2 separate regions of the Danio rerio genome follow, and region 1 is linked to region 2. The links are chromatin contacts, called in public HiChIP or PLAC-seq maps. All regions are on one chromosome and are shown on one strand. The core of a region is the stretch at or near the end of the contact, and the rest is flanking DNA. Distances in the headings are between cores, read along the strand shown. Region 1 holds the start of gtf3aa (general transcription factor IIIAa). Region 2 holds the start of gsx1 (GS homeobox 1).

Region 1 (3,315 bases), core at 244-2,743, 82 kb before region 2:
ATATATATATATATATATATATATATATATATATATATATATATATATGTTATTATTAGTTGTTGCTAAAACTTAGGCGACAAGAATTTTGTCAGGTAGTGGACATCTACAGGGTTAAAAATAACCCAAATTGGGTTGTTTTTAACCCTACCGCTGGGTAAATATGGGACAGAACACATCAGGGGTTAAATTTACCCAAGTAATTGGGTTGTTATTTTTAACCCTATAAATGGGTTGTTTTTTCTACCCAATAATTGGTTATTTTTACTTAATTAATAGGTTAATTTGATCCAAAAATGCCCGCGAAACATGACCCAGCAATTGTGCTGTTTTGACTAGGTGTCACTGAGGTACGGTGGGGGATGTGCAGCTGTGATCACAGGTGTACAAACGGTGGTAGTAAGAAGTTTTAAAATTCAGAAAGGTCTGACTAAGGGCTGCTATGAGCATAAATCAAATTTTAATCATCTGAAAATGCAAGCAATCTGCGTTTATGTTAAACTATTTTCATTGCAATTAAACAAATTAGTATAATATGTGGTATTCCAGTCAGCCCTTGCTGTGAGTTGATTTGACTCAAAAACCTGGGTTGAAACCACCCAAGATTCTGAAAAAAGTTAAATAAAATTACCCAAAATGCCTCAACCCAAGATTTGGGTAGAAAAAAATAACCCCATGTTTTTTAGAGTGTATTAGATTTGTATTGAGCACAAAATTGCTTGACGGGATATCTACTGTGTAATCCTAATGTAAATCCCAAAGTGCATTTATTATTAATATTATTATTATTATTATTATTATTATTTGATTTTTGCACTGTCTGATCCACCTGCAGGATCTTGGCTTGGTAATTGAGTAAAAACGCTGGAGAATGAAGTGAGTTCGTCTTGTTAACTGTGTCATTTACAGACCGATTGGCTCTGTGTGTGTCCTGCAGGGGGTCGGGAGGGTCTGTGAAGGATCTGAGGTGGAACAGCATGAGGCACCAAAACAATGACATTACCACAGATGTCAGAGCCGAGGTTATAGTTACACAACTCAAAGTTAGCTGTTATTTCTATACTATTTTTCAATTTGATGCTTATTTTTGGTTTGGTTTTAGTTCATTTCATGGCTTTTAGGCATTTTTATTTTGTGAGCACATTTCTATTTAGTTCATATATATTTGGGTTTTATTAATTCTACTTTAGAGTTCAGAGCTAACAGAAGAATATTTTAGGAATTATTATTTGATTTTAATAAATTTTTCAGTTCATGTTACTTCAGTTTTAGTATTTAATTTACTGTGATTTCAGTTAACTTTATTTTCTTACAGGTAGTTTTAGTGTACTACAATAACAAGTGTCAGAGCGACTGGTTTGTAATAAATTAGGCTTAGTCCACACTATATATACATCTTATTTTATGTATTTTGTCATATATATAAACACGTGGTAAAGTACCATTTGCGTTTTGTGCACGCTTTAAAATTTTGGCCTCAATGGCTTTCCATACAGTGTTGTCGCATGCTTTGACGTCAGAGTTTACGTCGGCAATCAAAATGAAGGAGCGCACGAGGGACCTAAATTTATACCGCTATTTCTGAACATATGACAATGGATGAAACTAATGCCAATGTTGATCAACTGGGCGAAATATTTATCTGTTCCTATCCGGAATGTCACGCGTATTACAACCGAGAGTGGAAGCTACAAGCGCATCTCTGCAAACACACCGGAGAGGTCAGTTAACACACACACATGTGCTCGAAGATTGGGGATGAGTGTCATATTAGCTGCTAATGACTATCAAAGTACAACATTGTTCACAGTTTAAATAGTGCTAATGTTGTTTTGAAGCCATATTACATGTGATTTTACATCAGATATTCAAATTAGCAAGAATAAAATGAAATAACGGTGCGAATGTGTACCTCAGTATTCCTGTAATAATTGAGATGAAGCTGGTTTCATATTCGGGCTTTCTTCTTAATAATATAATTTCAGTAAAGTTACTTATTCTTAGTAAATTCTAAAAAGGGAAAACATATTAGCATGCAATAACTATCAACGTACAACATGCACGCACCGGCCACTTTATTAGGTACATCGTACAAGACCCCCTTTTGCCTTCAGAACTGCCTTAATGCTAACAAGGTACTGGAAATTTTGTCTCATAGATTTGTCTCCATATTGACATAGCTTCACGCAGTTGCTGCAGATTTGTTGACTGTACATCTATAATGCGAATCTCCCGTTCCACCACATCCCAAAGGTGCTCTTTTGGAATGAGATCTGGTGACTGTGGAGGCCATTTGTGTACAGTGAACTCATTGTCATGTTCCAGAAACCAGTCTGAGATGATTTACGCTTTATGACATGGTGCGTTATCCTGCTGAAAGTAGCCATCAGAAGATGGGGACACTGGTCATAATGGAATGAACATGGTCAGCAACAATACTCAAGTAGGCTGTGGCGTTGACATGGTAAAATACCAAATTTACTCAATTGCCCAAATGCTCAATTGGTGCTAATTGGCCCAAAGTGTGCCAAGAAAATGTCCTCCACACCATTACACCACCACCACCAGCCTAAACCGTTGATACAAGGCAGGATGGATCCATGCTTTCATGTTGTTGACACCAAATTCTGACCCGACCATCCGAATGTCATAGTAAAAACGGAGACTCATCAGAGCAGGCAACATTTCTCCAACCTTCTCTTGTCCAGTTTTGGTAAGCCTGTGTGAATTGTAGCCTCAGTTTCCTGTTCTTAGCAGACAGGAGCGGCACCCGGTGTGGTCTTGTGCTGCTGTAGCCCATCTGCCTCAAGGTTGAATGTGTTGTGTGTTCAGAGATTCTCTTCAGCAGACCTCAGTTGTCACGAGTAGTTATTTGAGTTACTGTTGCCTTTCTATCAGCTGGAACCAGTCTGGCCATTCTCCTCTGACCTCCGACATCAAAAATGCATTTGTGTCACAGAACTGTCGCTCACTGGATATTTTCTCTTTTTCTGACCATTCTCTGTAAACCCTAGAGATGGTTGTGCGTGAAAATCCCAGTAGATCAGCAGTTTCTGAAATACTCAGACCAGCCTGTCTGGCACCAACAACCAGGCCATGCTCAAAGTCACATAAATCACCTTTCTTCCCCATTCTGATGCTCGGTTGAACTGCAGTAGATCGTCTAGACCGAGTCTACATGCGTAAATGCACTGAGTTGCTGCCATGTGATTGGCTGATTGGAAATATGCGTTAACGAGCAGTTGGACAGGTGTACCTAATAAAGTGGCCGGTGAGTGTATGTCAGGGTTGAAGCAAAGATCACTTGTCAACATT
Region 2 (3,258 bases), core at 267-2,766:
CCCTTTTCCTTTGAACATCTTGTTTAGCAAACCTAAAGTGAAAGAAAATGTTTTCCTATTACTTAATTCAATCAGGGCGCGGCGGGCAGGGGCTTTCACTCGCCGTGCATTCGGGCCCTCACTGACAGAGTCGGCTTTGTGCCACTTTGTCCGCCGCTGTCACACACTTTAATTCGAGCCTTTCTCTGTCGCATTGAAAACTCTCCACAATGACATTCAATAAGGGCTGGGAGAGTGAAAACCTGGTTATTTTTATATATTCCTTCCCGGACTCTGCGGGGGCCCGCGCGCAGGAATTAATCACTGTTTTTTAACCTCATCGCTTTGAGGTTGTGACGCGACGCGTCCTTTTTTTAAGTTTGGCAGTGATACATTTGCCTCATAATAGACACACAAACTTGTAACATATATGTTTTTAAAGTGTTATCATAAAAATGGAATTAAACATAGTTGGAAATTATGAATCTGTGCATGTAAATATAAGAGCAAAATTAAAATGACGTACAGTACTCAGCATTTGAAGTGGATGAAAACCTTTCATCAAAGTTGTCCTGAAACGATTGAACACATTCACTGTAAAAAGATGTTGCTGCCTTAAATTTTCGAGTCATCTCAACTTACATCAATCAAACTGACTGAAACTATTAGGTTATAACTTAAAAATGTAGATGAACCTGATAGACTGTTAAAATAAGTTAAAGCAACATGCAAATATCTGTTGTCTTAACTTTTTTGTCATATCCTTTTTATTATAGTGTAAAACGATTTTAAAATACGTTTGCCACTTCAGATGTTGACTAGCTATGGATAATGTCTCCTTAAGGAAAAAATAAATCATAAATTAAATTTTGAAAAAAATCGTCCTAAATGAAGACAGATCGGTATCCGAATTAAAATGTTTAGTTCGGAAAGAAAGATCTCAGCAGATGTTCCATGCGCAACTAAACGGCACGTCAGTGGCGTACACAAACAGACTGCAAATAATGCAGTCATTATTATATTTTCAATACTCCCGAAACACGCTCTCTGAAAACAAGTCCTGTAATTGTTATAATAGTTAATGATGGGCTGAGTCGCAGGTGGAACCGGGCCGATGAGCCTGCTGACGTACGGCGTATGCACCGAATGTCTAATGAGTTCACGCGGAACAAACGACGGCCCTCTTTGAATGAAATTAATTAAAAGAGCAATAGTGTCCATGTGATCGCGTGAGAAAGAAAATAAAGTTTAAAACGACACTAAAGAGTAATGGTATAAAAGGAGGGGAAATTTTAAAAGGGAGAAGGGGCAGTACCGCCTCTTGCAGTGTGGGTGGGGCTGACAAGAATAGACTACATTATGCAGTTCATTTAGTTAACAAGTGAAATAATAGGGAAGCGTGCAGAGTGAATGCCGAGAGAAAAGGCACAAAACCCTATTGAGAGCTCTCAGCCGCTAGTAGCGTAACCGTCACATGGGCGCACTGGCTCTCCAACTATTTAAGCAGGGACACTTTCTCCTCAGCACCATTCTGCCATCCAGCATTTGGTACACGAGCGAGACTGAAACTTTCTAACAGACATCAGGTGAAGACACACGGCGCTGTCAAGATGCCAAGATCCTTTCTTGTGGATTCCTTGATTTTGAGGGAGAACAGCGAAAAGGGCACAGAGAACAGCCCTCCGTTATTTCCGTACGCGGTGCATCCTTCTCATCCTCTCCACAGCCTCTCCGCCGGCTCCTGCCACTCTCGAAAAGCGGGTCTGCTGTGCTTTTGCCCGCTGTGCGTCACTTCTCAGCTTCACCCATCTCCCCCAGCGCTGCCCCTCATCAAGGCTTCATTTCCAGCGTTCGGCACCCAGTATTGCCACTCCGCGCTCTCCAGACAGCACTCCACATCCAGCGGCGTAAACCTCAACAGCGGCTCTGGCTTATATCAAGCCGCTTATCCGGTTCCAGATCCACGACAGTTCCACTGCATATCCATAGGTAAGTGTGTCATTTGTGCATTGAAAAAGTTTTGCAATTAAACTTTTTATGTATATCAGCAACTTAACTTTTTGTTTATTGTTCAACAGAAAATAGCAGCAGTCAACTTCAGAGCAGCAAACGCATGCGCACTGCGTTCACCAGCACGCAACTCTTGGAGTTGGAAAGGGAGTTCACCTCCAACATGTACCTGTCGAGACTTCGGCGCATAGAGATCGCAACTTACCTCAATCTATCCGAGAAGCAAGTCAAGATTTGGTTCCAGAACCGCCGCGTAAAGCACAAAAAAGAAGGCAAAAGCGGCTCCCACAGAACGGGCGCGCACAACTGCAAGTGCTCATCCTCCCTGTCCTCCGCCCGGTGCTCCGAGGAAGAGGATGACCTCCCAATGTCTCCCCCGTCATCAGAGAAAGAGGACGCAGACCTGTCCGTCAGCCCGTGAACATGACCATCACCTCAAAAGACTCTGTACGCCACACCTGTGGAATCTTGAATGCAGCCAAAAAGCGACGGCATCTGCGCGCGCCGTCACCTGTACATAGCGAGAAAGGAAGAAACAAAACTTTATATATGTTCGGGGTCTGCGTATCCCTTTTAATGTTGTACATTTGTATACATGTTCAATGTTTGTAGTTTTTTTTCTGAAAACAACTTGCTGATAAGCCCATAGTTCTGCATCCAAATATGATTCCTGTCACCAAAAGGTTTTTAAAAATCTGAGCGGTCCAAAACGAACAAAAATATTATATTATTTACCTACTTTTTAATTTCTATTTGTATTTTTTTATATATGCATATCCAGAACTGTTTGGTTTTGTTTTGTTTGTATGGTGAGTACAGGGTAGCTTTAAGCACATTTTGGTGACAGAATGGAGATATGGGATGTATCCGATGTATACGTCACTTCGATGACAGAATTTGTTATTGTACTTTTATTGTAATGAGAATATTTATTTATTTAAAAAACATTAATGCTGAAAATAAAGAATATTTCTTAGTGACAATACGATGTCTCACGTCAGATGATTTTGCAGACATGTTATGCAGCAAATCGCTAAAGCTGGGTGAACAACTTTTAATGAATTTACAAAATAAAAGCCACATTATCTTTTTAATTATTCCATACTAATAAGACTGAGAACACTAAGGATATAAGAAAAGCACTGTATTTTGCACATTTACCATATTATCCTTCTGTTTAAATTCTTATCTAAAGTCAGAAAAGACGCAAAGGATGCGCGTTTGGAGTGGATGGTATGCTTCTGTGCGTATTTGTGCAATATTAAACAC

What was found. HiChIP or PLAC-seq counts read pairs in DNA pulled down with a chosen protein or histone mark.
Region 1: a contact with region 2 is called in an H3K4me3 HiChIP or PLAC-seq map of gastrula embryo, with 2.9 times the contacts expected there. The contact joins the promoter of gtf3aa here to the promoter of gsx1 in region 2. A contact is called at or near these places in 2 of 4 datasets of contacts at active chromatin or transcription factors (embryo and gastrula embryo).

What each region holds. Positions count from the first base shown.
Region 1 is chr5:74,014,154-74,017,468 of GRCz12tu, reverse strand. gtf3aa (general transcription factor IIIAa) reads left to right here and starts at 1,493. Exons shown (of 9, transcript NM_001003866.1): 1 at 1,493-1,721. The coding sequence starts at 1,590.
Region 2 is chr5:73,931,925-73,935,182 of GRCz12tu, reverse strand. It overlaps gsx1 (GS homeobox 1), which reads left to right and starts at 1,516. Exons shown (of 2, transcript NM_001012251.1): 1 at 1,516-1,968; 2 at 2,058-2,972. The coding sequence starts at 1,590. The coding sequence ends at 2,410. It also overlaps a transcript of mtif3 not described here.